Linked DNA regions of Capsicum annuum: regions 1 and 3 are each linked to region 2. A link is a contact called in public Hi-C data. All regions are on one chromosome and are shown on one strand. Each heading gives the region's core, a stretch centred on a gene start, on an enhancer-like site or on the middle of the called end of the contact. The rest is flanking DNA. Distances are from core to core; before and after follow the strand shown.

Region 1 (2,700 bases), core at 201-2,700, 300 kb after region 2:
TTTTGAATTTGTTTTGGGTTGCTGATCATGGTAAACACTTTTGAATTTTGAAAAAAATAACTGCAAAATAACGGCAGAGGTAAAAAAAATAGCCATATAAGGAAAAGGAATCCTAAAAATTAAATAAATAGCATGAATTAAGGACGGTTTATTCCTTATTTAACTCTATCTAATTGGAGTTAAAATAGGAACTGATTTTCAGTTTGTATATGTATTTATATATCAAACTTTAGCTAAAATATAAAATACAACTTGCTATTTTTCGTAATTATGAAACAGTTGCTATAAAAGTTCTAATTATAGCTATAAGTTTGTTACTTATGAAATTTTTCCTAATATTATATGATTCTCAAAATCTATATCATTGTATTTACAAAATCGCCATTAACAAATGGAGGTTTGGGCCTCGGGCCTCCCAAAGAAGAAAATGGATTGGGAAAATGTGCTAATATCATGAACTTGTTGCTCATAGGCCTCTATCCTGAACTCGATTTCCCCTTGCAAACATAGTAGGGATACTTATCCATATGTACCGCCCAAACAAATACTTTCCAATGCATGAAATTATATGTTTTACCTCAAATAACTAGGTGGGTTTTTAGTATTTGTTTTAGTAATTGTACTTATGCCCAAATGTGCATAAGTTCTTTAGAAATTGAAGAATGCATGAACTTAATTTGTGAGATATTAGGGGGGGGGGGGGGCTTACATTGAGCATAGTCCAATTAGTTTAGTTTTTACATCTAGAATAACCAATATTTATAATGAATTTCATAAGGTCATGTTATTTTTGTAACTTCTTTCTCGAGTTACCACATAAACCTCATCATTTTTCTAATTTTGCATTTTAAAAATCTATGACAAGATAAGTAAAAGTGTATACACATTATTATATATTACATATATGTACACACACTCTTATACACTATATATATATATATTGTACAAATATGTATAAACATATATAAACAATGTATAACTATGTATTAATAATATATCCACATTACTTCTACAAGTTCCTTGTTCATTGCATTGTGTTTCATATAAATAAAAGAAACCACAACAACATACCTAGTGTATTCTCATAACGTGAGATCTGGGGGAGGATAGAGTATACGCAGTACATACCTCTACCTCAAAGGTTATAGGGAGGTTGTTTCCAATAGACTCCTAACTCGTATTTCATATAAATAATTACAAAAGAAACTCAAAACACTTCAAAAAAGTCAAAACTGTTATTATTCTTCATTGTTTTCTATTTGACTGCAAATTTATTATTTGAATAAAGTGTTGAAAGAACTTGTTTATCTTTGAGTTTGAAATAGTAATCTACCAAACTTCGAATTCACGAACATGTCCCTAATTTTGGCACAGTTTGGAGCTTAGTTGGGTCTTCATTTTTAAATTTTGATTTATTGGTGTTTGAATTTCATTTACTGTTGTAATTGAGGTAAAATATGAGTAGGGCTTCTGAATTCTTATTTGGGAAGGATTCATGGGTAATATATTACAATCATTATTGGAATTTGAAGCTGAAATAAACATGATTGGGTCAAAATCTAAAGAAATATATTTTGGTGAGGTGGGGGTTGGGATATGATGTGGTGAGTGATTTTGGAGAATAGTAGGAGATATTATCACTTTTATTAACAAAATTAGTATGCATATCTGCGCAATGTACGAAAATTTTAAGATAAGAGTTTTATGAAGGTATTGTCTTTATATGTGTAAATAAAATTTAGAAACTTAATTGTCAATAACTTATCTTGTAGTGAAGAGCGTTATAGCACAAAAACTACTAAATCTAATGAAATGGTTGTATAATTGATATTTAGCACACATTCAAAAAAAATCGTTCCTTTGTTTGGTAAAGATATTCCCTATACTACTTGCTTCTTCACTCTTTAGTTTGGACTCAAAAAGTTAGAATAAAATCTTGAACAACATCTCGGAAAGCTTTATTTTTTGATGGGTTTAATTGTTAAAAGATAGAACTTGGAATCAAAATAAGCCAAATTATAAATAAAGTGACCAAAATAGGTCATCTATTTAATAAGTTACCAAAATAGGCTAAACTTAATAAATTATTATATTTTTTTACTTTTTTCTTAACGGTCAACTAACGGAGTTAACTTTTTGTAAAACGTAATAAATTATTAAATTTTACAATTTTTTAATAAAACGTAATAATTTATTACATTTTATCAAAAAAATATAAAACGTAACAAATTCTTACATTACACGAAAAGCTAAATAAAAAAAGTCAGTGTTTTGTCATATCACTACTTTAATGTCTATTTTTTCTCAAAATTGACAAATCTTAAGTAAAACTTACGTTTTATGTCTAATTTATGTCATACACTTTATCTCAAACTTACTTTACAATTTGGATATCTGAACTATATGTTGATCATCTCTGGTTGATGTTTTCTTTGCAGCTTCTAAATTCCGAGTGCACATATGCTAAACACCTGAAATGTAAGTCTGCCTCTCTTAATATATATTGGTTGCAGCTAGGGGTGGAAAACAGGAAGATTGGATTGGATTTGGATGCGTCAAATATGGATCGAACAAAAATGGTTTGGATTGCAATCCGTCCATATAAATATGCGTAAATATGAATTTGGTCAAATATGAATTGGGTAAAAATGATTTCAACCCACATTTTTCACTTAGAATTTACATGATAGATGCAAATAC
Region 2 (2,700 bases), core at 167-2,666:
TTGTAATTCATGGTGAGTGGAAGTGATGCAGCTGACCTCACCATTGCTCAGAGAGCCCTCTCCAGAAGACATAATTTGATAATACATGAGCCAAGCTTTGTATCTCCTCGCCATCTTTACCATCCTAGCATACACCTCATCATCATTCTCATTCTCATTCTCATAATTTGATGCAAGTTCTTTCGAATGTGGTTCCTGCTCAAAGCATAAGACAGATAACCGTCTGCAGAGGTCCGGAGCAATTTCAGTGTGAAGAAGCCTAGGAGAAACCACAAGAGCTTGAAGAAAATGAGTTGCAACCTGCCACTCATGCCCTTGGAGCTTTATAACAATGGAGAGGTAAAAGTAAGAGTAGCCTGTCAAATAACTGTTTGGAATTCCTGCTGTTTCTCCATGCTCATCAAGTGAGGCTGGCACTTGAAGCATGTTCTCTGAATTCTGCAACCTTGAGGTTCTCTCTTGGCTCCATTTTGCTTGAAGTGATGCTTCTATACTCTCTATCCCCCAATAAAGATTCGACAATATCGACTGCTCTGAGAACTCCAGATACCCTCTATCACCAACATCAAGCTTTGAACTGCATTTCAATTTCAAGCATTTCCAAGATTTTGTATCTGCAAGTAATGCAGTTATGTGCTCATTTATAGCAGTGATGACCGCACGTACTGACTCAAGGTCTAGTTTATCATCATCATATGAAAATACGGGAGGAAGGGTAGTAGCAGAAGAAGAAGATACAGAAGCCATTGAATTATGTGACATTTTGGCCTCATGAAGAAGAAGAATAAGAACAAAGGAGCAATATACTGTTTACAGATAAGTAGTAGAGTGGCTTTTTCTGTATTCTTTGCTCGTGATTGTTGCCAACTTCTGTGCCTTAAGGGGGCCCACTTTTTCTTCTGAAAAGATATACTACAGACAAAGATATGGCTGTTTGCCCCATTAATGGAGGGAAAGTTTTACTGAAATAAAGGACAGATGTTTGAGGTTGTTACTGTCTTTACTGACTAATAATGAACAAGGTAACTTTTCTATTTGATATCCTTATTTTATGTCCATTATTATATGCCAAGAGGCCTTTTTAGCTTAGTTAGACTTGTATAGCAAGGTAACTGAGGGGAAGTGCGAGCTGTAGGAACAATGAAATGTACATGAATTGAATGGAACAAATACAGATAATATAGCTGATTCCAAAAATTCGGGGTCGAAGTGTTGTTAATTAATTGAATGAAATGTTTTGATACAACCACCTTTTATTTGATCCGATTAATTTAGATTTATATCGTATAAGCTTTATTTAAAAAAAAAAAAATATTTCTTACTAAGAGATTTTTTCTTACACGCTTCTTATAAAAAAAAATTATGTTTAAAATTCAAACTCAGCCTCTAATAGAGGTGGGATGAATTTTATCATCCCACCACACTCTAGTAACTAATCGAATGATTGCTATCTATAGTTTCATTATCTTGAACAGATTGCAAGATTCCCTTTTGATAAAATATTGGACATTGCTAAGCGTGATTATAGTTTAATTCTACATTTTGGTGTGCTTTATTCTATTATTGCGTCTTTCAATTCTAAGTTATAATCCTTCTGTTTTATTATTGGCTTTTTATCATGATGCAACTGTAGAAGACGGTGGGGTTCTTTAACTTTAGTATGTGGGAAAAGTATTGGTGGAAAAAGGTGTTAATATTGTCATTTAATTATTTTAAAGTTTCCCCTTTTTGTTATATATTCATTTAATTAATAAAATATTATCTCTTTTGTTATGTTGGATATTTTCTCCGTCGCATATTACTTTTTCATATTTGTTAAAAAATTATCTCAAAATAATTTGACATGCTTAAAGATTCAAAAAATAATTAGATATTTTTTTTAACTTTATCCTTAGAATTTAATAAAAGAGTAATTAACTTCAATAATAATTATAATATTTAATATGAATTTAATAGGGTCATATTACTTAGGGGTGTCTTGCTACTTCTCCGGAGATAGTGGTATAGATTGCGTACATCTTACCCTTCCTAGATCCCACTGTGTGGGAATATACTGGGTTTGTTATTGTTGTATATTACTTAAGAGTGAAAATCATTTTTCCTCTCCAACTTTACCTTAAAAATCAATCCCCCTCAACTTTGAACAATAGTCATATTCCCTCCCTTTATCCTAATTAAATTTTTAAAATACCTATTATATCCTTTTATCATCAACTTTGTTTTTTACTTCTTTAAAATCTTCATTTTTTAAAATTCATGTAATAAATTTTTCATAAAAACATGAGCATTATCTTCTAAAAAAAAAGTGAGAAATACTGATTAAATATATAAACTAATGATGATCTATAATGAAGTAAATTAGCATAATAAGAAAATTAATTTTATTAATAATAATCAAAATCTAATATTTATTTTACAAGTAAAAATAATAAATAATATTAACTTTATAAACATATTTCAATACAGAAAATACAAAATAATGAATAAAAATAAAGTTAGATTTTTAAAGATTATATTTATTTAGATAAATTATCATTTATATAATACTCTATTAAATGGCAATCATACTTCATTTATTTATATAGATAATAGATAATATCGTTTCTTATTACTTGACGATCCTCATACTAAAACTAGTTATTTTAATTTACTTGTTCAATTTATGAAATCAAGAGAATTGTATTATGTTTTTTTTCTACC
Region 3 (2,700 bases), core at 103-2,602, 480 kb after region 2:
AAAAAAAGGCCCAATTGAAACAAAATTCGAGGGATTTGGGGGTCTGATAGGTACAGGTCATAGTTGAGGGATCTAAGTGAATTTTCGAAACAAGTTTGAGTGTTTGTCGATGACTTTGGCCAAAATAATTTGATACATCACATACATATTTATTAGACAAAAAATCTAATTTACTTTTTTACTTTTTAAAATCAATATAAGTCAAATTACGGCATTCAAAATAAAATGATCACTTTAAAAGTAGAAGAGAAATAGTTTTTTCCATTAAAAGTAGCTTTGTTGTAGTCTTGTGCCAAAAGAAATAACAGAATAAATTGTAAATATCATAGCTGGTTAACTTATTTGAGATTGATACGTAATTATTATTATTGTTTTTCTATTTTTCTGCTTTCCTCTTTTTTTGAATTTTTTTTTTTTTGGTTTTCCAAAGTATCCCACAACCGGCAGCCGTGAAATTAATCCTTCGTTCCTTCGGTCAGCGCACTAAGCAGTAGGAAACTGACCACAGAATTTGCTCCATTCGTCGGAGGTGGAAATCGAACCTCCAACCTCTTGCTTAAGGGGTGAGATGCTAAACCACCACACCAACCCTTGTGGTTCCTTCTTTTTTTGAAATTAGATAACACAAAGATCATAAAATAAGGACATTACCATCATTTTTTTTTAATTTTTTTTTATATTTTAATATTAATAAAATTACGTCACAAGTATAACAAGGTCTTTTGTCACCGCACAAAGCGCAAAGATTTTCACTAAAGCACAGCTAGCTAGCTTCTTGTTATGTTAGTTACATGATCACTACATATCCAAAAAATAATAAAGAATTGTTTCTTTCATCTTTTAGATCCTTTACCGTTCCTCCAAACTTCTAACATACAGAAAAGTAAAACTATTTGGCTGGATGGATATACACAATCAAATACGTTTTTGTTCACCAGAACTACAAAGAGATATCCAAAAGGACTGCTACAAAAAAGAGAAACTTAAGTGGTGTTGGAAACTGGAATCGCTGGCTGGGGATCTCCCAAAGACACAAAAAAACTTCAAACCTTTTCTGCATATTTACATGTTAGTCTCCTTTATGCTTCTTCATCTGAGTCCTCAACAACTTTCATTTTTGCTCTCTTTGCCTCGGGAAGATTAGCAGCTTCAGCATCATCCTCAGACTCCGAAGCCACTACTGCTGGTGAACTATTGTATGCCTCTTCCACTTCATTTCCTTCATCATCAGCAATGGCAACTGAATCATCTTCTACTTCGTAAGGACTATTGTATGCCTCTACCACTTCATTTCCTTCATCATCAGCAGCAGCAGCACCGGCCACTGAATCAGCTTCTACTCCATGTGGACTATTGTATGCCTCTTCCACTTCATTTCCTTCATCATCATCATAAGCACCAGCCACTGAATCATCTTCTACTCCATCTTCTTCATCACGAGGGTCTTCTGGTGATACTCCCTCACCTCTTGCTGTGCCATTATTATCTGCATCTTGGATTCCAGCATCTTCTGCAGGAAAACTTTGTGGTTCTATTATCTTGAAGTCCCTGGAGGTGCTTCTTTTTGCATGCCTCAGCAAATTTATTTTTGTTGCCTTGCTAATTTGTATGAGATATTTCTCACAATCTTCTATTTGGTAAATCAAGTCCGAGATGCATCTGTTTTCCCTTTTGATTTTGCTGACAAGGGCTTTCGATTTCATGCTGTCTAGTTGCTTCTACAAGTCAAGCAGGTACAAGTAAGAAACTTACTTGAACAAAAGAGGTGAAACTTTAGCTTAAACAAGAGTCCCCAGAGCTTTTACCATTTGCATCAGCGGCACAAAATTGTAGAGAGGAGCTGTTAGCTGCCTGCAAGTTATTTCCACAAGCTTTTGGTACTTGAGGCTTGGTAAAGGTTGTTTCACACCTTTGGAAGGAATTAGAAGCTTTGACATTCGGGCTAAGTTCTTGTAAAACCTTGCAGCTAGCTTCACCAACTGCTCTGCCTGAGGATCTGCTATTCATCTTGGAGTTAAATGATTAACATATAGATTAACTAATAACAAGAATATCTAGATTCCCTTAACATACCCTTAAGGTCCATTTTTACAAAAGAAGATAACACCTTAACAACAGCTTCTGCTCTTGAATAAACAGTCTCTTCCAGAGCCAATCGTGTATCCTTTTCACCATTCTGATTAACTAAAACAGCTCTCGTATTTGGAAGAGAGTAAATCTTCAGCTTCATAATGACCCATTCAGTGTCAAGAATAACTGATTCGACTAAGTGCAGTATTAGAGAAGCCAGTGGGGCACTAGTTGATTTGTTTATAATTGAATACGCATCCAGTGTCACTTGTGAATCTCCCGTTTCTGATTCTAGCCCAGCCACTTTTAAAAGCTCTGCAGCCATGTCTTTGGCGATAATTAAGTCGTTTGGTGGGGAAGTTAATAATATAGCAATAGATACAATACTTTTAGCAGCCTTGGGATTTGATGCTTTACTAGTCTTGCAGATTTTTAGCCCAATTACCCACAAGATTCCTTCGGTCCTCTGGCAGTTTATTGCTAATTAACATGATAATATCACAAAGAACCTGACAGCAAACATAACACAGATGGTATTAAGTAAATAGGAACAATGCTATGCATCATGCAAAAAACTCATGAGCAAATCAAAGATGCCTAATCGTATGCATTTACCTCAACTTCACGGAA

What was found. A called contact is a pair of places that touch in the nucleus more often than the background predicts.
Region 1: a Hi-C map of leaf shows a contact between it and region 2, with 3 times the contacts expected there. The contact joins the enhancer-like site here to the promoter of LOC107880020 in region 2. A contact is called at or near these places in 2 of 5 Hi-C or Micro-C datasets (leaf and placenta).
Region 3: a contact with region 2 is called in a Hi-C map of leaf, with 2.7 times the contacts expected there. The contact joins the enhancer-like site here to the promoter of LOC107880020 in region 2. A contact is called at or near these places in 2 of 5 Hi-C or Micro-C datasets (leaf and placenta).

Annotation. Positions count from the first base shown.
Region 1 is chr1:140,672,656-140,675,355 of UCD10Xv1.1, reverse strand. No RefSeq gene overlaps it. Among protein-coding and RNA genes, the nearest start is that of LOC107880006, 170 kb to the left of the region's middle. Within about 2 kb of position 1,450, at least 4 of the 5 cell types and tissues checked have an H3K27ac peak or open chromatin away from gene starts, as enhancers often do. A contact at or near this core is called in leaf, where this site is marked.
Region 2 is chr1:140,968,015-140,970,714 of UCD10Xv1.1, reverse strand. LOC107880020 (putative E3 ubiquitin-protein ligase LIN) reads right to left here and starts at 1,416. Exons shown (of 17, transcript XM_016726947.2): 1 at 1-1,416. The coding sequence starts at 762.
Region 3 is chr1:140,488,308-140,491,007 of UCD10Xv1.1, reverse strand. LOC107879996 (Fanconi anemia group I protein) reads right to left here. Exons shown (of 16, transcript XM_016726923.2): 12 at 2,686-2,700; 13 at 2,503-2,579; 14 at 2,074-2,501; 15 at 1,806-1,996; 16 at 806-1,718. The coding sequence ends at 1,080. Among protein-coding and RNA genes, the nearest start is that of LOC107879996, 6.7 kb to the right of the region's middle. Within about 2 kb of position 1,352, at least 4 of the 5 cell types and tissues checked have an H3K27ac peak or open chromatin away from gene starts, as enhancers often do. A contact at or near this core is called in leaf, where this site is marked.